Linked DNA regions of Arachis hypogaea: region 1 is linked to region 2. A link is a contact called in public Hi-C data. All regions are on one chromosome and are shown on one strand. The core of a region is the stretch at or near the end of the contact, and the rest is flanking DNA. Distances in the headings are between cores, read along the strand shown. Region 1 holds the start of LOC112703467 (interactor of constitutive active ROPs 4). Region 2 overlaps LOC112703466 (E3 ubiquitin-protein ligase DA2L).

Region 1 (3,711 bases), core at 884-3,383, 56 kb after region 2:
ATAGAAGTTGCTGGATGGTGATGGCAGAGAGGAGTAGAGGACTATGAGTCTGTAGCTGAGAGAGGAGAGTGGAGACTGACACTGAGTGAGTGAGAAAGTAATTTGTGTGCATGAAGCCTAAGTGAGAGAGGAGTTTGCGCCATGTGAATGAGAGAGGAGTGAAGGCGCTTTTTTAGAGGGAGTGGGTGAGTGTGAGTGGATTAGGGTTTAGGTAGGTCAAGTGGGGATTTTTTCTAAAATTAACTTACGTAGTTAAATTTATCGGTTCGGTTTGGTTTGGTTCAAGTTTTTTTTTGTCAAAACCAAACCGAACCGAACCGAACAAAAAAAAAACAAAATTTTTTTTCATTTTTTTAGTTTTTAGTTTGTTCGGTTATCAAGTTTTTATTTCGGTTGATTAGTTTTGTTTGGATTAGATCAGTTTTGAACATCCTTAGTCTCTAGTGCTAAGCTCAAAACCACGGGAATGGATCCACTATGGTGTGGGAAAAATGGACAAGGGCAAAGGTTCGTTATTAATTAAGTCTTAATCATATATATTTATTAAATGAATAAATTATTATGTGTGTCCATAAAAGATACGAACGCTAACAAATATATGAGTCTGTATAAGATGCCAAATGTAGATGTGCAAAAAATAATTGTATTGCAGAGGAGGTTCTTTTGGAAAAAGAAAGATGGACGACCTAGTTTGGCTCTTGAAAGGTGAAAGATGATACATGCATCGAAGAAGCTAAGAGGCTTGGGAGTGAGAGATGCGGTGGTTTGTAATACTGCTTTACTGTTTAAATGATGGTGGAGATTTTTTAAGGAGAACTGTCTATTATGGAAGAAGGTTGTGTGCTCATACAATAACTTGAACCCTAATCCGTTGTTGTCAACTCAACATTACCAATAAAAAGGAAGTCCATGAAGAGATATATACCATCAATTGCAAATAAAGAAGCAACATGTGAGAGACAAGATAATTGATGGACTAGATATGGAGGTAGGGAATGATAGATCAACCAGATTTTGGGAGAATAGATGGTTACAAGTTAGGAATCTAATGAACTCCTTTCCAAGGTTCGTCTTAATTTCAAACAAAAAAAGATCCATAATTGAGGATTGTGAATTATAGGATGGCTTAAAGTGAGTTTGAAATTTTAGACAGAGGAGAAAATTTCATCAATGGAAGACAGAAATCTTGAACCAACTACTTGATGTCTTGCATTTTATTAGATTAATAGTAGATATACAGTAGGATAAAGTGGTGTAAAAATTTGACAAAGAAGACATTTATTTTATTAACTCATTTGTGTAGGTATTACAAAAAGAGACTTTATTAGATGATATAAGTAGCTACAGATTTACAAAAAAGTTGAAAAGGACTAATTTTTTTCAGTTGAACTGTTTACCTGATTTGTTCTAGTAGGGTGAGTCAATATTAAGGACCGATTGAGTAGATTGACATCATTGAATTTTGTAATAATGTGTGTTCTGTATAGAAAGGATATTGAAACTATATAATACTTGTTTGTTATTTATAAATTTTCTTGACAAGTATGGTGTGTATAAATTTTTTTATGTTAGGCGTGATTGGACCATCCCAGATACCATTAAAAAAATACTTTGAGAGTTGAAATATCATACCATTGAAAAAATACATGAGTAAAAAGTGGTTAATTGAATTCTTTTCTGTTACAAAAAATATTTGGCTACTCAAAAATGGTGTGATATTTAGGAATAAGAGAACAAATGTGGTGGACTGTATTCTTATATTGTTTTGTTACTCTAAAAAATAATGTGGTAGTTAATTCAATGTTGTTGATAATTATACGGAAGATGACATAAAAATTATTGTAGCATGTAGATTTTATGTTATTGTCTTTATTTATCTTTTGTTAGTTGTACGCTTCACCTAGTATATTAAACTTTTTCTTAAAAAAAATGTTATAAATTATTTTATATATTTTAAAATTTAAAAATGAAAATATCCGATATTACCAAATTTTAAAACTAATTTAAAGTGTCCAATATATTAAAATTTTAGTATTTTTAAATAACGACAAATATTATAAAAGTTAAAAACACTACTAATAGTAATAAAATCCAAATACAAAAAACAAAAAAGAAAAAAGGTTTTGAAAAACTAAGAAAGGATTTGAATTATGGAGGAAAGCGACAAAAGAAGACTAGTACTGACTAGTTGGATTTCCAAGAGTTCCTCTTCCCCTTATGTTTTGTTTACAGTTTACACAATGCAAAAACAACATTAATTATTGGGAATCAATTTTCCCAAAATGACCCTCTTTTTGTTTTTGTACTCTTCTGAGTAACTCATAAATAAGCCACTACCTTGTGCCACAGTTTCATAACAGCTTTAATTCAAACTTTCAAATACTCCATTCTTTCTCTCTTCTTCTTCTGGGTATGCATTTTTTTGTTATTATTTTTTATTTTTTTATATTTGCATTTGATGAGAAAGTTCTCTTAATATCATTCTTTGGTTGCTTTCAGATCCTTCCAACAACAGTGTTAGCTGATTTAACTCCTTCAATATATAGCCATTGGTGAGTGCTTCTTCAACCTGAATTTTCTTTAATTTTCTTCAATATATGTTTGTATTTCCTCAATGATATTTTTCTAAGATTTTTTTTTTCTACTCATTTTTTCTTAGGAAGAAAATGAAATGAATAGTTCATGTTATTCCCCCCAAGTTTCTAACTTTCTAGTACTTTTCTTCACTTCTGAGTTTGTTTTTGTTTTTAAATTTTTTATTTTAAATTTTCTTGCCCATCAAACACATAAATACACACACATTCATAGGATCATTATGATTACAACTATGTGATGAAGATCTTATTCTTTTGAGTGCCTTTTTGTTTATAGCATTTTCTTTTCTTTTTTACTGGTCAAATCATTTCAATATTTCATTTATTCATCTTTTATAGAAAGTTTTTACCACCTATAATAAATGTTGCTTTTAAAACCGTTTATTATTGCTTTCAAGTATTTATGGGTTATGACTGAAACTGATGAAATAAGTAACAATGATTTTTATTATAAATTGATTAAAATTATGAAATCTTCAAATATTCATTTATGTTAGAAATTTCCGTTTTTGGCTGTGCAATTTGTTCAAATGATAAGGATGTTTTTTCCCCCTTTATATTAAAAATGTGATATTTTTATATTTCATTTCAAAGCATTTGGCATTATTACTGTTCTGTAAGTATTTATTGAATTAAATTGATATAAAGTGATTGATATATAGAATAAAATAATTTTATCACTCTCATTGATGCTTGTATATGTCAGGCATAATTAAATATTTATATAAAAATATATTGATAGTGCACAAATTAAATGGTATTCTTTTGAAAAAACTTTTGAGTTCTTGACATGCATGCGTTGCAGAATCTTTCTGTTCCACTTCTTTGTCTTACGTTATGTTTGGTTTCATGAATTTGTTTTCTTGTTGGATTTTTTCTACCAAACATGGCACTAGAGAATATTGTTTACCATGTTTATGTTTGGAGGGACTTGAGAAAGAAAACAAATGTAAATGTCCAAATTATTATTAAGAGCATTGGAAAACTTGTTCTTGTTAGATAGCTAAACTTTCAACCGTTTTTATTTTATCATGTTACTTCTTTTTATGTTCATATTTAACTAACTATTTCTTATTTCCATGAATTTTTGAAAAAGCTGTTTTCTACCCACACATAT
Region 2 (3,817 bases), core at 955-3,454:
TTAGGAGTGAGACTCGAACCCACAATCTCTAGGCAAATATGTAAAAACTACGCTATTTGAGCTATAGCTTATTGGCTTTTATAACATATTTTAAAGGAAAACAATTTAAATAAACATTTAACTACTAAATCCATGTCAAAGTATACCTAACATCACACTCTATCATTTAAACCATTCCTAACAATATATTCATATGTCTAACAATTACTGCATACTACTTTCATAAAAGTACCTTTTACTATGGCAACACATCTATGCTTTAACATAAACATAAAACAAAGAATAACACCAACCTCAAAGTCAGCTGCCCCCGCAATGTGTTACGTTGCATTCAGTCAGTTGATGTTCGTATCGTGATTATCATCGTGCGCCATAATCTTGAAGTAAGTCCTATATTTGATTAGAGAAGGGTATAAGTGGGAGAAAATTGAAGAAATGGATGGTTTAAGGTACAAACAATTGCTGTGGACGAAATACATATATGTAGGCGTCGTCTAGTCTTATTTCGTTTACAATGTAAACGAAATAAGAGTGTTACACACTACGTGCACAAACGTGATACGACCACGTCGTTTTGTGTCTTATTTCGTTTACAGTGTAAATGAAATACATATAATATTAATTCGTTTACACTGTAAACGAAATAAGACATTACGTATTTTTGAAAAAATGCTATGAATTGTCTATTTTGGTAAATAAAATATTTATTTTATTTATTTAAAAAAAAATTTATATTTTTTTATTGGCCAATAAATTATTACATACACAAAAAGGAATTTAGATCTCTAACATGAATAAGCTAACTATTCATGCAAGTTTTTCATTTTTAATTTTAATTTTTTATTGTTTTATCAATCTATGGCTGGCATAGAAAATGTCAAGTTCTGCAAATCAGATCAGTCATTGAACCAACAAAATTAAAGTTTAAAGGTTTAAAAGTTTAGTTTAGTTTTAACCGAGTTAAATTGAATTTAACAAAATAATATTTTTTTATATAAAATATATATAAATTAGATCGGTCATTGAACTAGCAAAGTTAAAAATTCAAAGGTTTAAAAGTTTGGATGAGTTTTAACCGAGTTAAATTGGATATAACAAAATAATATTTTTATATAAAATATATGTAATTTCCATTTTTTAATTTAACGTTTTAATCAATTTTCTAATAAAAAACTGGACTAGTTTAATTGGTTCAGCAGTTTTTTAATTGTTTTTTTTTTTGGAATATGGGAATGTTCAAATGACTAGTTATTGAATATTGATTAATCTGATTGTACCAATCATTTTGGTTCAGTTTATAGAATTGTTCGTGCTCGAAATGAGGTCATGACCTGGAGAAGTGGAGACGGGAGATTCCAACTTTCTCGAGTATAGAATCAGGTTAGGAGGACAACTTGCAAGGCACTTCGATGTTAAAGTTAATGGAGTGTGAGGTTGTAAGTGAGTTTTGTGTCTTTACCTAGTGTTGACCTTTTCCTTTTAGTCTTTGTCTTTTGGGCTTTCGTTTTTTCGACATTAAGTATTCATTATGGCACCTTATTTACTGGAATTCGGTGGTTATGAAATATAATGGCAAATCCTTTGTGGTATCTTGCTGTTATACCATGAAGTCGATTTATGGTCTTAATCACTTGGTCGGTTATGTTCTTTTTGGTCCGGAACAAGAACAATGAAAAATGTTTGGCGGACAATTATACCTGTTTGCTGTAGTTGGCATTCCTGCTATCAAAGAAATATAGCTTCTATCATGGTAAGTTGGTAACTTTATTGAGACGCACAAAGAATAGATAACTAAAGATACCATCAGGATTTAAGGTTGTTAGGAATAGCCTCCTGCTTGTGCCTAACTGAGTTGCAATGACGCAATTTCATTTTTTATTTCATATTCTTTTAATTGTGCCATTTATTTTCTTTTCAGTATTCACACAATATGATTCTTCGGAGAACTTTTTGGCGACAATGTCCATTAACTACTTTTTAGTTTCTGTAGAATAAAATATTCATATGAAAAATTTATTAAATAAAAATATTTTGATAAATAATTTGATATGATTGAGTTTCTTAGTTGATGCAAATTTTTTTATTTCATTTTTTTTTTGTCTGTAACGTAGGAAAAAAATGTTATCAAGGTCTCAATGAAAGTAGTATACGAACCTGAAGAAAGAGTAGACTATTTGGGCTTTGTATGTAATTGTCTTTGTATATAGATATCGGCTTGTATGTATCAAAGCGGAACAATACTTTGACTTTGAAATAGGACAAACTTGCAACCAAAAAAAAAAAAAAAGACATAGGACAAATTTTGATGCATAAATTTATTCCTTAAAAATTTAAATCTTTTAAATTTTGAATTTTATTTAAGAGAGTAAAGTATGATCTCTTATAATTTAATGAATTTATTTTATACATAGAACTAAAAAAAATATACAAAGATGAAAGATCATATTTCATTTTCTCAGGTAAAATTTAAAATTTAAAAGATCTAAATCTATTTTTTAAATATAATGATCACAGTCGGGTCAGCATTGCACGCCGGCAGTCTTGCTTGTTGCTTCTTGCCAGCATCTCAAAATAATGATTTGCCGTTGACTAAGTTGTACTTAATTAATTGCTATTCCTCCCTATTGATTCGGTAATTATGAAATATTAGTCACGTGAGTTTACAAAATAGCAAGACGAATATAATGTGTATCCCAAACATATAAAAATAAAGGATAAAAAATATTTGCATTGATGAGGTCGGGTGCAAGTGGTTACTTTGTAATTGTGGCTTCAATGTCCCGTAGTCCGTACAGATAAACAAGCTTGAGAATGAGAGTTTGGGCCTCCGATTCATTAATGTTGCAAGTGAGAACAAATCAGAACCAGACACTTTGTATCAATTCATCATGCAAAATTTCATTTGAGAACAACACCATATGATGTGTTACGTCATTATTATTTCCTAAAATATAATCAATAATAAATATATTAAATCAGTTTGGTATTATTATAAAATAATTAAAAGTATTTAAAAATACATCATAAAATTATTAGCCATAAATATTTTTTTCCTTAAAAACTTTTGTCCCCCTTAAAAGAAAGGTGTTGTCTAATTCGCCCTGTATAAATTAATCCAAAATTTCTTAATTTTATACTTTACAGTTATTGTTAGAATAAATAAATAATTTTATATGTGATAAATATATAATTTCAAATATTACATATATACATTTATGAATGATAAAATAAATAAAATAATTTTGAGTTATTATCTTTTTGGTATTACTCTTCATCTAATATTAAGAAGAACAATGAAATATTACAATACAAAAAATATATTATGATTTTGCTTAGCATCAAATCTAAAAAATTTTCGATTATATAATAATGTATATATAATACACATCAGATCGATCCAAATAATAATTAATACATACATAATAATATGATGGCTATTATATATATATTGATTTGGTTAATTGTATGTAAGGCATGGACGTCGACATATAATGAGGTTGGTCCAATGGAGTGGTTGAAGAGATATCATAAGCATTTAAGCTTCACATGCATTGTTCAAATTCTCCAAATATATGATATCCGATATCCACTATCCTTTTACATGCATGATCTTTTGCCCACTTCAAGTTATTAATGTAGCATTTTTGCCCACTTCAAGTTTCTGTCCTACAAAACCTTATAAGATTATTTTCACTGGATTACATATTGTTAGGTGGAAAATATATAAAGTCGAAGACATCGAAGACGAAGTTCGATGGGTATTTTTTTCGAAGAATGTAATACTTATCGAAAAAGGATTCATCGACAAAAAGAGGTA

The links. A called contact is a pair of places that touch in the nucleus more often than the background predicts.
Region 1: a Hi-C map of an unstated tissue shows a contact between it and region 2, with 6 times the contacts expected there. The contact joins the promoter of LOC112703467 here to the enhancer-like site in region 2. A contact is called at or near these places in 4 of 8 Hi-C or Micro-C datasets (leaf and an unstated tissue).

The regions. Positions count from the first base shown.
Region 1 is chr7:74,700,467-74,704,177 of arahy.Tifrunner.gnm2.J5K5, forward strand. LOC112703467 (interactor of constitutive active ROPs 4) reads left to right here and starts at 2,134. Exons shown (of 5, transcript XM_025754925.3): 1 at 2,134-2,410; 2 at 2,500-2,552.
Region 2 is chr7:74,644,022-74,647,838 of arahy.Tifrunner.gnm2.J5K5, forward strand. LOC112703466 (E3 ubiquitin-protein ligase DA2L) reads left to right here. Exons shown (of 10, transcript XR_011864148.1): 10 at 1,295-1,883. Among protein-coding and RNA genes, the nearest start is that of LOC112703466, 13 kb to the left of the region's middle. Within about 2 kb of position 2,205, at least 1 of the 3 cell types and tissues checked has open chromatin away from gene starts, as enhancers often do.